3 separate regions of the Mus musculus genome follow, and all the other regions are linked to region 1. The links are chromatin contacts, called in public Hi-C maps. All regions are on one chromosome and are shown on one strand. The core of a region is the stretch at or near the end of the contact, and the rest is flanking DNA. Distances in the headings are between cores, read along the strand shown. Region 1 has its middle 160 kb from the start of Gm31466. Region 2 overlaps 7530428D23Rik (RIKEN cDNA 7530428D23 gene). Region 3 has its middle 24 kb from the start of Gm31693.

The links. Hi-C and Micro-C count contacts between places; a contact is called where the count stands out from the background.
Region 2: a Hi-C map of myocytes shows a contact between it and region 1, with 3 times the contacts expected there. The contact joins two enhancer-like sites. A contact is called at or near these places in 2 of 484 Hi-C or Micro-C datasets (the N1E-115 cell line and myocytes).
Region 3: a Hi-C map of cerebellar granule neurons shows a contact between it and region 1, with 4 times the contacts expected there. The contact joins two enhancer-like sites. A contact is called at or near these places in 1 of 15 datasets of contacts at CTCF or cohesin (pro-B cells), 4 of 484 Hi-C or Micro-C datasets (bone marrow-derived macrophages, cerebellar granule neurons and cerebellum), 1 of 115 datasets of contacts at active chromatin or transcription factors (embryonic stem cells) and 1 of 9 other capture datasets (embryonic stem cells).

The regions. Positions count from the first base shown.
Region 1 is chr3:20,659,645-20,664,152 of GRCm38.p6, forward strand. No RefSeq gene overlaps it. Among named protein-coding and RNA genes, the nearest start is that of Gm31466, 160 kb to the left of the region's middle. Within about 2 kb of position 2,422, at least 34 of the 459 cell types and tissues checked have an H3K27ac peak or open chromatin away from gene starts, as enhancers often do. A contact at or near this core is called in cerebellar granule neurons, cerebellum and myocytes, where this site is marked.
Region 2 is chr3:21,759,307-21,763,814 of GRCm38.p6, forward strand. All of the region lies in intron 1 of 7530428D23Rik (RIKEN cDNA 7530428D23 gene), which reads right to left. Among named protein-coding and RNA genes, the nearest start is that of 7530428D23Rik, 39 kb to the right of the region's middle. Within about 2 kb of position 2,090, at least 47 of the 459 cell types and tissues checked have an H3K27ac peak or open chromatin away from gene starts, as enhancers often do. A contact at or near this core is called in myocytes, where this site is marked.
Region 3 is chr3:21,724,487-21,728,994 of GRCm38.p6, forward strand. No RefSeq gene overlaps it. Among named protein-coding and RNA genes, the nearest start is that of Gm31693, 24 kb to the left of the region's middle. Within about 2 kb of position 2,390, at least 7 of the 459 cell types and tissues checked have an H3K27ac peak or open chromatin away from gene starts, as enhancers often do. A contact at or near this core is called in cerebellar granule neurons and cerebellum, where this site is marked.

The DNA of each region.
Region 1 (4,508 bases), core at 1,172-3,671:
GGTCCAGAAGTCATGGAATTTTTTGTGGCTGAATTTACTGATTCTTTGTTGTTGTTGTTGTTGTTGTTTTTGAGACAGGGTTTCTCTGTGTATCCCTGGCTGTCCTGGAACTTACTCTATAGACCAGGCTGGCCTCGAACTCCGAAATCTACATGCCTCTCCCTCCCAAATGCTGGAATTAAAGGTGTGCGCCACCACTGCCTGGTGAATTTACAGATTCTTAAAAAGAATATTGAAGAGGTAAAACAGAAATGTGCTATGCATGCCTCTGGCCCTAAATTTGGCCTCTCCTCTGTTGGGGAACCTGGATGCCACAGGTACACCAGCTCTGAGAAGACTGGGCAAAGTCCCAGAGGGGTCCCAGTCCACGTGTCCAGGTTTCTTCTTGGTGTGTCATATATGGCTGCATGCCAGGCTGGAAGGAGGAAAGCTAAGTCCAGTATGCGGAGGATCCAGACCAAGTTAGAAATGAGGGATGGAGGGGTGGGACAAGAGAGAAAGCCTTCTTTGGGAGTCTTAGTGTTGCAGTGAAGGCCTCTTTTAGGTGAAGGCCTTCCCTGTCGGGATCTCTAATAAAGCAGCTCTCGGAGACAATCTTTGCTTGTTCATATTGCTTTATTTGGCGTGGATTTGGATGCACAGACTTTATTCATGATGAACCAAGAATTATATAATTTTGAGAAAGGGCATGAGAATATCCAGGAATGGAAGGTCATTAGCTGAAGGCTAAGGCTACTGAGATACCTCATTTGTATTGAGAAGCTTTCCATGTCCTATGCTATGCTATGTGACTGAGTGCCTGTGGTCATCTTGGTTGAGTGTCATGGTTACCTGCTCCAGAGCAGGCATTAGAGGCAGGGAGGGAATATTCCACTCCTACCATTTCAGAGCTCCAAGAGTCCCAGTGTTTGAGCAAGCTCCACTTTACCAGTTCTTATGCTCGTCTGCTGGCATGAACATCGTGCCCTACACACGTGCTGACTGGTCCAGTGGCTTTCCATGTGTATATTAGCACCTTTCACCATCAACGAGTGGAAGAATCTCTCACACACCTAGCATTGACTTCTCCATCTGGGTGATGCAGCCCTTTCCGTGTGTGTCTACTGCACCCATGGCTCAAAGCACTCCAGACTCTATATCTCACATCCCATTTCCTGTTTCCCGAACCTTCCGAGGATGTTCTTTATACTCTTCTCCACTCTAGTTTTTAGCCCCATCCCCTAGTTTTTTAACCTAAATATCTCAAAACTGTTACTGCAGAGCCTTTCCTGACTTTGCTCCTTTTTCCTAGACAGTAATTGAATGGCCTGATGAGGATTTCACTGTCTTGTGTAGTCAGCATTGGTTACTCATATTGAAGCTGTGACCCTGAAGGACAAATATTATATATACATTTGATTCTAAATTTTTAAATCCAAATACATTCCTGGCCCAACACTTATACTTCCTCATCTTGACATGTCTTTTCTGAGCTCAAATGAAGGACACAATCAGAAGAGTAACTGGATCATATTCGGATCTATTCATAAGTGACACTATATATAGTCTCTTACTTTAAACTAGTCTGCTAATTTGTTTCAAGTGGACAATCCACATATTTTCTGTGTTTCTGCTCATTTTCAAAACTGAAAATAACAAGGATATGTTATATTCATCCAAACTAATCACATCAGAATGATCTTTTTACTATTTTGGACCATTGCATTTTATGTCTTGTAAGCTCTGAGAAGGGAGTGACTTTCATGAAACTCATGGATTTTCCCTCAAAGCTGGAAGCAAACCCGAAGTTAAATCTGATAATATCTGAAATTTACAGATGGGAAGAACGAGACCCCATGAACAGTGGGGGTTTTCCTATTGACAGAAATCATTAATAATCAAACTAGGATAAGTGCTTCCGGGCCAACCAGATATTATAGATGCTTGTTTCCTCCAGCAAGATTATTAGATCCTGGGAAAAGAAATGTTATGGAATTGCTGGTGATCCTATAACTGTCAATCAATTCTAGGCCAGGAAATCCAGAAGTTAAGGAGGTGGTTATCTTGCTAGGGAAATTCTAAAAGCCTTCCTGATGAGTTGACATCATAACAATACAGACTGTTTTCACAGAGGGAGGGCTCTGTTTAGTTTGCTTGGAGAGAAGGCAGCAGCAGTACAATTTTGATGTTTCTTGTTCTCCCTCTTCTCTTGAATGAGCAGCAGGCATCTCTCTCCTTCCCCCTCCCCAGGCAGCCCCTAACTCCTGTCAAGATGCACTGACAGTCCTCTGAGATAAATATTCTTATCTTGTCCTAGCCAGCTTCCATCTGGATAAAGGTATCTATCTCATGTAAATATTTCCCAGGCCCCTATCTCTGCAGGACTGAAGTGCTCAATTAGCTATGGACTAAGCCTTTGCAGCAAATGGCACAAATGGTGAACAGCTGCTATGTTTCAGGAGAGGTGAGGTCATCCCTATATATAGAGCCTGGCAAGCTGCTTGTAGCCCTAGCCGCTCTCAGCATGCAAACCACACCTGAGCTATAAGTCAGTCATCTGCCTGGAATGACAGGGTCATGGCAGATCTTTCCTTCTTTGATGGGCAACTCAGAAGGAGATCAAAGTCCTTTACAATTTTTCAGCTCTTTCTCACAACTGCTGCTTACAGCATTTTCTATTACTTTTTTTTTTCCTGCCAGCATTATACATAATAAAAATCATTGCCTACAAAACTGGCTTTATTTTCTTTCTTGATTTTTCTCTTAATAACCTGTGGTTTGACTATAGATAATTTCATAACATATTATCAGGGTACCTATAGAATTGTCACTTATTAGCATCTTGGCAATAAGTCATGCTGTACTTATTACTCTTTCTCCTGTATTTCCTATTACATCATAAAACTCCTTTTTCCTGGCACAGTGTACTAGAATGAATATGTCAAAGTGACTATTCCTAAACCCTTATTAACTCTGATGACCTAATCACTGCTAAGATGGCATGATTGTTGTAGCTTCTACAAAAATCTAGAAACGATGAGACAATCTGCTCTTAGACTCCAGTTGGTTCTCAGTTGGGCTGTAGTTATGACTGTGATGATTGAAAACGGTCCTGAAATAATGCCAAGTGATGGCTAGATCTCCCCATCATTTGATTGATTCGAATTTTCTGTAACTCAGAGACAAGGACAGGACAATTAGTGAATTGTATAAAGCCGGCTACATATATAGACAAGATATACTTGTTACTGGGGGTCTTGCAGTCAATCTAGCTTCAACTACCCTCAACTGTGCACTCTAGAAAACCCACAGAAGCCAGTGAGCTTCTGTTTCATCACCAAGAAAAGAGAGATGACAATCTCCAACCACTTTGCTTCCCTCACAAGGTGAGGGAGATTCTCCTGCAAGAATGTGTTCACAATGTCGTGTCCATTAAACCATCTGGCGAGTGGGGGCAGTGGCTTGAGATATGGCTCAGTGGTTTAGAGAACAAACTGCTTATTCACAGGACCATAGGATCTGACAGTGCCCAAGTCAGACAGTTGTGAACAAGAAAGACCTACCTGAATGGACAACTTCTTTAAGTAAGTTATAAATTTCTGCTGTGGTTCACAACATTCTATCCTCAGTGTAGAGTGCAGAGAGCAGTCCAACATAAGTAAACATATTGCTTACACTAATACGACTGAGTGTTCTTTAGAGGCACAGATGACAGCATGTAAAACTCCCCTGCCACTTCCTTTTGTCTTGCCCACTCCTGTCAGCACTCAATCTGTTTAGGTCATTCAAAGTCACCTAAATTGCTGGTCTGCAGCTAGCTACTTACAGGTAGGAGTGGCGAGAATTCAGCTGATTTCCTATGAACTTCAGCCTGCATTAAATAGACTTTCAAGTTGCTTTAAAATTCTTAGTTTATTCTTAAGGATTCCCCTCCTGGGTTTCTGTGCTCTCTCTATAAAATGGCAATGTGATAAACCCCTCTGCCAAGGCATGGCTGTTGAAAACTCAAGAGTTTTTATTTAATCATGGTGCTGAGTTCCTGTCTAGCCTTGGATATGCTATTTTACATTTCAAATATTCCATCTGTAAAGGATGAAAGGTAATCCTTACTTATCATACAGGGACTTGAAGGATGATAGATGATTTGGTGTTTTAAAGAGCTGTGGACACACTAAGTCCAAAATAACTGATGTTTCAGTTGTCTTTGAAATAACTCAGGGTAGTGGGGACATTTCAAGGTAAAGCACTAGCTAATTGATCTGCTTTGGCATGCTAACTCATTCTCTGGGATTGGAGGAAACCCTTCTCAAATGAATGGGATTTTCAATAGACTTTTTAAACTTATTTAACAAACATTGAAATTCTAGATAGGGTTGGATCCTAGATCAGAATGTAGATGTAAATGTCTATTCCACTGATATTGTATCCATTGCAGAGCATGTCATACTTCAGGACTGTGAAACATAAGTCATGGGAAACATAGATACTTAGTGATAAGTGAACTATATAATATTAGTTATCCATAGGAT
Region 2 (4,508 bases), core at 840-3,339, 1.1 Mb after region 1:
TTATAAGGACACATGCTCCACTATGTTCATAGCAGCCTTATTTATAGTAGCCAGAAGCTGGAAAGATCCCAGATGTCCATCAACAGAGGAATGTATACAGAAAATGTGGTATATTTGCACCATGGAGTCCTACTCAGCAATTAAAAACAGTGAATTTATGAAATTCTTAGGCAAATGGATGGATTTGGAGGATATCATCCTGAGTGAGGTAACCCAATCACAAAAGAACTCACTTGATATGCACTCACTGATAAGTGGATATTAGCCCAGAAACTTAGAATATCCAAGATACAATTTGCAAAACACAAGAACATCAAGAAGAAGGAAGACCAAAGCGTGGATACTTCATTCCTCCTTAGAATATGGAACAAAATACCCATGGAAGGAGTTACAGAGACAAAGTTTGGAGCTGAGATGAAAGGATGGACCATCCAGAGACTGCCCCATCCAAGGATCCATCCCATAATCAGCCACCAAACGCAGACACTATTGCACATGCCAGCAAGATTTTGCTGACAGGACCCTGATATAGCTGTCTCTGGTGAGGCTATGCCAGTGCCTGGCAAATACAGACGTGGATACGCATAGTCTTCTACCGGATGGAATACAGGGCCTCTAATGGAGGAGCTAGAGAAAGTACCCAAGGAGCTGAAGGGGTCTGCAACCCGATAGGTGGAACAATAATATGAACTAACCAGTACACTCGAGAGCTTGTGTCTCTACTTGCATATGTAGCAGAAGATGTCCTAGTCGGCCATCATTGAGAATAGAGGACCCTTGGTCTTGCAAACTTAATATGCCCCAGTACAGGGGAACGCCAGGGCCAAATACTGGGAGTGGGTGGGTAGAGGAGCAGGGCAGGGGTAGGGTATAGGGGACTTTCGGGATAGCATTTGAAATGTAAATGAAGAAAATATCTAATAAAAAAATTGAAAAAAGAACAAGAAAAGAAATCAAGGTGAGCACAAACAAGTGAGCAGATTAACATGAATTCATTAATTCCTCTCCACTCTTGACTATGGATATGATGTGACTCTTTGTTTGAAGCTCCTGTCTTGACTTCTCCACCATAATAGGCACTAATCTAAAATTGTAAGCTGAAATAAATCCTTTTATTTTATCACAGCAACAGAAATGAAACTAGGACCAGTTTTTAAAGCTGAATCTTTAAGCTCATTGTACATTGCTATTCCCCCAAAAGAAGGAAAAGATAGAACTTGAGTCTGTGTATTCAGAAGTGACTACCATGAGAGGTAGAGAACACCCTATCAACCAAGAATAATCTCTTGACCTCATCAGGGGCACAGAACATAAACCACAAGAAGCTTCATGGAAAGTGAGTGCTTAAACTAAGCCCTAAAGTATGTTAACCAGAGCCTGGAAGGAAAAGTCTCCCAGAAAGATAGGATGGTATGTGCTGAGGCCCAAGTAGCTGAAGCCCAGAGGGAATATCCGGGAGTTTGAGCTCATGGACCTGACAGAAGCAGTAAGAAACAGGACTGTTTTGCTCACCACTGTTTCTACTACTTACAACAAGTCTCAAAAATATGGGGGAAAAATATAAAGATTTCAGTTGGGAAACACAAATAGAAAACAAGCTTTAAATGTCCTGAAGGGTCTGTGGCTAGTCTTCAGTATAAGATTATGAAATGTGAAGTTATTGAGACAAAGACATGGCCTGAGTTTTACTTTAAGTAGGAAGTTAGTTGAAAGATAAGCTAGCTCATGGAGAGACGAGAACAGAGTTCAGATAAGGACAAGGGTCAAAGGAGGAAAGATGAAGTCAGAGGATTATAAATCACCCAGGCAAGAAGGAATGAAAGTTTAGACATTGAGAAGAGGGAAGAACACAGATATCCAAGAGTTATGACCAGAGGAGAAGCTTCACTGTCTCCTCTTACCCCACCTTTCCTACCTCACCTGCAGACAACAGAAAGTCCTTATAGGGACTCAGATACCCCTGATGTAAATACCAACTTGACAGAAGAATACACAGCTACTTAATCACACTAATACTTCATCTCTATGACTAAGCAGTAGGTAATCCCAGACAGCTGCCTAGAAGTTCCCAAACATGAATTTGTTTGGCAAGAAAGACCAAACATTCTGATTTGGGGTTGAGCTTTTGTTCTTTGGCTAAAGGCATTGTGGTCTGTCATACATAGCCAAGATCTCCATCTTCAAATTATCACCCAAGTAAATTTTTTGCAAGCCAATAGTGATTGTTTCCACTTTCAGCCCTAGCCAGAACTCAACTTACATAGAATCCAAGCCTGGGTATTGCTAATACTCCTTGCATTATGACCTGTGGGGTTAGTACTGTACCCCCATGTTTCAATGGTTAGGAAGGCCTTCACCATATTTAGCTTAAAGGAAAGAATCTCAACAAAATATGGCACATCAATTTTGTCGGTGATAATAGGACTATGACTGAGACCTGGGGCTAGAAGGAACCAAGCACTTAGAGCCTTCTTTCTGTGCTATTTTGGCCAAAGTAGGAAGTCTGGAAGATTTTGGTCTACTTATACTCAGGTCTCTTTTCTGTGGGTTCAGCATTAGTAATGCTCCACCTTATTCGAGGCAAGAAGGAGACTGCATAAGTTCTTCAAAGTTTCCTGCTCCTGAAAGCAAAAGCCATTTGTCTGCAGACCTAGGAGATGAGAATTTCTGGGTAAGAATTAGTGGCCATGTTGCTTTAATTATGATGCAAAATACATTGGCACTGGCACATCTGAGTATATCCCTGGCTCCAAACACAGTGGTTTTCAGGGTGGTGCCACGGCTGATGATGTTGCATCATAGCTGAGGCAGACTGGCAAGCTTCCACTCACCCTAGAGTCTCCACTCTCCGTGCCAACATGCTTCACCACCACCCCCCAGCCCACAAATATGCCACACAGGATCTTCCACAAACACACCATTTTCCCTTCAGGAAACAGTGTGGCTGTCCCATCCTCATTTCTTTTGGGACGTGCATTCTATTTTGCCCAGATTCTCTGAAAATCAGATGAGGCTTACCTCTAACCTAGCAGAACTTTGCCCAGACTTGCTGACCACAGGTGCCACTTCCTCAGCAAAAATACCTGCAGCCCAGCCATTTTTTGCTTTAGCTGAGTTACAGAATTCTTTAGAAGCTAACAGCACGACTATCAATCTGCCTTCCCAGAATTGCTTGGAATGTCTTCCTTTCTCAGTGGCTGCTAGGTACCTGTACAGGACCTAGGTGAGGGAAAGGCCATGGCCTGCCCATATCTAGGCTGCCTTTCTCCTTCCTGAACTCCACTTTTCCAGGAAGCCTCAGAGTAAACTAAGACACTGTGAATCTTTTGTCAGGACTCTGGTGTCCTTTGAAATAAATTAGTCTTAAATGGTATGTACCTCAAATTTAACTGATTAGTGACCCATGTTAGAATGAGATCAGAAAGGGATTTAAAAAAATATATTGTATCACTTTGACCATTTTCATTGCCTTTCTTTTAATCCATTTGTCCATTTAAGAATTTTTTTAAATTGTTCTTGTTAAATACAAAGGATAATGATAAGTTAAATAAAAACAAGATTATTGACCTATGAGAGTGTTTCATAGGAGACTACTTCTAAAAGATATCAGAACAATGTATATATCAAGGAGAAAGAAAGTGTACCACTTACTATTGAAATAGTGCTTTAACAATAAAAGAGACACTGGAAAGATGGCTCAACAATTAAAAGTGCATACTGTTCTTGCAGAGAACCTGAATTCAGTTCCTTGTACCAGTGCCAGGCAGCTCACAACATCCTATAACTCCAGCTGCAGAGGATCTGACACCTCTGGACTCTATAAGTACCTATATCCTCCCACCCACATGCAAACACACAGATACACTGTAAAACAGATAATGAAAATAAGTCTTTAAATGAATACATAAACTAAAAAGAAACCACCACGTGTATGTCCAATAATTCTCCCTTGTATTTTCTCTCCTTGGGAAAACTAAAACAAGAGATACCTCTACCTTAGAGACATGATTAGAAGAAAGAAAGAAAGAAAGAAAGAAAGAAAGAAAGAAAGAAAGAAAGAAAGAAAGAAAGAAAGAAAGAAAGAAAGAAAGAAAGAAAACTCTCACCTAAAAGGAAATGAATGATTATTATGGAGCTAGATATTAATTACTATTATCTGGGAATACGGATTTAGTTTGTCCTGAAAAGGCAAGCTCCACTATGATAGTGATACGTGGGATTTTTAAGTTAGGAAACAAAAAAGTCATATTTGAAGGCATTTATTGAAGGCATTGATAGGCAGGTTACAAAAAAAGCAGAGAAAACTTCTATATATTTCAGAATTATCTAATGACATTCTTAGATTCTGAGTTTATGGAAGCTAGTCTTCTGCTAACATTTTTCAAATATATTTTCAAGACTTTAATAGACAGAATGACACTAGATCAGACACAGGAGTGGATAAGGAATGGTTTTCAAAAGGACCTAAAATAGGCCAGGATAACTTGACCCTTACATTTTAATACTCT
Region 3 (4,508 bases), core at 1,140-3,639, 1.1 Mb after region 1:
CAAAAGCCACCCCAAGTTTTAACAAAAAGCCAATTTAGATCAAATTGAGTAGATGGGTCCATTGGCCAATTCAAATTCAAGTTATAAAAGAGAGAGGAGAGAAAGATAGGGAGATGGTGAGGGAGAGGGAGGAAGAGAGGGAGAGAGAAGAGATTTTGTAAACCCACTAGAAGATTCAGTGTTCAAGACTAAAGACTAACAAGGTACTTGTCATTTGCAGCCAGGTCCTGGCTATGCAGACTGGGGACTGTCCCACTGTGCTTCCCTGACCCTATCTTTGCTCCTTGCTAGTAAATGCAGAATAAGATGAAAGTCCAGAGTGAAGCTGAGGACTCTGTGGGTTGAGAAGGGGCGGCCCTCCTACCTTAAAGTAGAGTCTATTACTTGCTGAGATCTGATTGGCACCTTTTTTCTGAACCACCAGCTGAGCCTTTCTCCATTCTTTCCACATTGAAGTCACCAGCTAACCACTGGGTGTGAATGGGGATCTGGCAGCAATAACATTTCTATATGACTCCCACCCCACCCCCATCAGCTCCTTTTCTCTATAAAGGCTCTCTTTGGTAATGGACAGTGGAAAAAAAAAAGCCTTTGAAATCCATTTAGCAGTTCTGAGCATTGCTTCCAAAGGGTTATTTCTGAAGGTATAAGGAGTGTTTGCAAAAGGCAGTCAATTCCTTGACATCAAAAAGTTATTAAATCTGCTGCCATACAAAATGACTCTATGAAACCAGTAACTGTAGAATGCTAGTATGTCTTGTGTAGTTTCATCTAATGTCCGTTGATAATTACTGCAAGCCTGGCCATAATAGTGATTTTTTTATTTAATATATTTTTATCAGAGGATAGGGGAGAATGGTTCAAGGGGTAAACTTACTTGCTAATATAAACATTAGAACCTGAGTTTAGATCCCCAACACACATTAAAAATCACTTGTAACCCCTGGCCCTGGTGGGAAGTTAGGGGTGGGGAGGAAGAAAGATCCTTAGGGCTTGCTGGCAACCAGCCTAGCTGAAAAACAGTAAGCTTAGAGAGAGATTTCTTCTCAGGGGAATATGGTCATAGAGGAGTACTTTAGACTCTTGCATGTGGACACATTCATCTATATACCCAAACAGACACACAAGAACACACAGCAAACACCAAAATACATTGTTTCAATTATTATAACTTCTGGTGTTCTACAGAAAATTCACTACCATCTATTAATAGAAACAAAATAATACTATTTTTCCCTTTTGAAGACACAGGTGCTCTGAAGAAATACCCTATTTTACAGCTTCCTTCTTCAGTCTTCTGACTTGTGAGGCAGGAGGGGTGACCTTGGGCTGCACTTGGCAGAGGTTGTATCTGACTGCCCAGCAGATGCAGTGAGTGATGTCTCAAGATGAGAAGTCCTTATTTGTAAATAGAAAGAGCAATGAACTCAAGCATCCAGCTCTGAACATCTACAGGCAACAAAAGCTGGGACCCAGAAGCCAAACAGGAACATTCTACAAGATGAAAAGAAACCATGGAACAGAAAGGAAAGCCTCACTTAATTCAGATCAACCTTAGACCATCAAAGAGCCATGTTGCAGCATTAATTTACGTGACTAAAGCATAATCATGGGCTTTTTCTTGTCTAGTTAGACTTTAAGTCCCTTGATACGAGGACCAATGTCTTTAATTAAGAATAACATTTTCTGAAAGAAAACCAGGAGGCCAGAGAAATACTTCTTAGAATGGTTCTTGCCGCCCAAGCCTGAGGACCTGAGTTCAGACCTTCATATATGAACCTGTATGAAGCATGGTCTGGTACCTCAGCTGTGACACAGTACAGACACAAGAGGATTGTTGGAGCTTGCAAACCTAACTTCAGCCTAACTCCAGGTTCAGTGAGAGACCCCCATCTCAAGACAATATGGCAGAAGGCAATAAAGTGGGCCACTGGACATCCTCCTCTGGCCTCCATGTGCTCATAGGTCCACATATGTGCAGATACAACAAATACCTTCACATAAAATTTGAAAAAGAAAGAGAAAAACAGGGCACAACTGTCAGCCTGCTGGATGAATGGCTTGACAACAGCATAAATATAAGATACATCAAAAGGAACCAGGTCTCACAGCTCCTGCCCTGAGTGTGTTTCTGTCTATTACAATTCTTTGCCATAAACGTTCCATCTGAGAGGTTTCTGGCCAGAGGCAATAACATTTGGGAAGAAGAATTCTACAAACATCTAAGAACATGTAATAGACATGTGACATGGAGATCCTGAAAGTTTGGCACCGGCTCCTTTATCTCACAGCTGCAGTTCTGAAAGGGAATCCTGCCTTCATACCCCAGGAGTCTCTATAGAATGGGTAAGCTGCTGTGTGATTAGTGACAGAATCTGAATTGATGGCCAAGTTCCCTGATGTTCCTGTTGGAACTCTCCCTCCCCAGCCTGCTGCCTACAGATTCCCTGCTGAGGACCAGTCTGGAGCATCTGGAGGTTAGCCATGAGGCAGCTATAGGGATGGCCTGAAGCCTTGCCATGATGTAGGAGTCACAATCCCAATTTGCCATTCTATTTTGTTAGGACCAAAGGAAAACAGTGGGCCCTGGCTTGGCCACTTGGGTACTTTTCCAGATGAGTTTAACCCAAACACAACAGACTTAAATAAAATCAGGTTTGACAAACTATGGAAACAGATACATTTTCTATTTTCCTGGGATGTGGTCTACTAATTAAAGAAACTATTACAACCACAGCTTTTTCTGCAGGTCACAGCCTGAGGAGGAGAAACCCTGAGATCTCATGCTTAGCCACCGTCTGGACACTGGATTCCATACTGAGCACTGTCTGTATATAAAGCCACTTTTAATTCCTGCCCTCCCCTACCTAAAGTGGATGCTGTGAGGACAAATGAGAAGAGTTAGTGCTATCTTCTTCCCCGTCCATCTGGCTCTCTCGTTTGTAAGGACCATAGTAGGTTCCAGGCCAGAACTGAAAAAAAAAAAAAAAAAAAAGACAGACTGGAGCCAGGCTGAGGCCCTATGAGACAGAGAGGCAAAGATCCAAATTTGAGCTTGGATATGAATGAAGCAGAATTTCACATGATGAGATCAAATCAATCCTATGAACTTGTGGTTCTATAAAATCTTTGGCCAATGATTATGTTATCATTAAATTCTAAAAAGTACAATACAAAAGAGACCATATTCCAATTTAGCCCTAACTTGTGTGGGCCAAGCTTCTTGTCCCTCCTTGAGTGTTTAAAGTACCAAAGGGGAATTCACTACCAACTGTTTCATTTGGGTTCACGGGAGGCATTATTTGCAATGCCCTCTGGCTGTGAAAGATCCAACAGGATGCTAAAGTAGTGCACCAGTCTGAGCACTACAGATCATCCAGTTATTAAGCTTTCAATAAACCAATATGACAATAGTACCACACATGCTCAATATTAAAGTTGATTTTTCTATAAAGCCACTGTCTTATTTAGAGAGAGAAATACTTAGAACATTAGATCTAGTCTTATTCCACCCTTCACTCCAACTCCTTCTCACACATGCTTTTAGTCTCGCTGATCCTGTACTAGTTCCCACAGAGACTTCCCAACCAGGGACACCCACAGAGAAACAAATAGAAGAAGCAGGACCTGGAACAATTCTACTCTTTGTCAGTGCCTTGCTCTTTCTGGTAAAGTTTGCATAATTTACCACTAGAATCCCAAGATTCTCACTTATTGTTTCTGCGGTGACTACTCATTTCACCACTAACTCTGCTCTCCCTTGTTGTGCAAATTAAAAAGCTGCAGCTCAGACTCTCTGGCCTGAAACTGGCAAATGCAGACCCGGGACATCAATGGATAGAACTCCATGGAAAACAATTGCTGCAGACAAGAGACGCCTACCTCTCTGGAGAGACAGAGTGTAATGTTCTGAGACTCTAGTAAAGCCACAACTGTGATCTACAGAGATCTACTTGCTAACAGTCTCAGTGATAATCCAATTAATAGGCTTTCAATAAACCAACACCATAGTAGCATCATTTCTTCTAATTCAAGATGATCTTTGTCCTTAAGAGAAAGGAACATGACATTAAGTGACATTTGTCTTAGAAATATCACCCAGTTCACAAATGTGCAGAGCAAAGTGTTCAAGAGAAAGAATGTAGGCTGTGTTAACTGCAGCTGTGCAATGGGGTGCGCCTGGAGGGCCCTGTAAGCATAAGACGAATGAATGACACAGGCAGCTACAGTGTCCACAATGCACTACTGCACTGAAAGCCATGCAGAGAAGCATGCGTGTTCTAGACCTCAGGACTGGGAAGTACACCGTATGTGAAAATAAAAGCAGTGCCCTGACATCTTTGCTGGGGAGGAGGATAAACATTGGTTTTCCTGTTTGTTGCTTAGTGTTGTTTATTTTGATTAGAGGGAAAGCAGGGGAGCCAAGAGAAGAAAGCAAGCACTCTCTGCACCCACGTGGGATGTCGCCCTCACATCACTTGGCTGCTCTGGATGCTGACTCGGAGCAA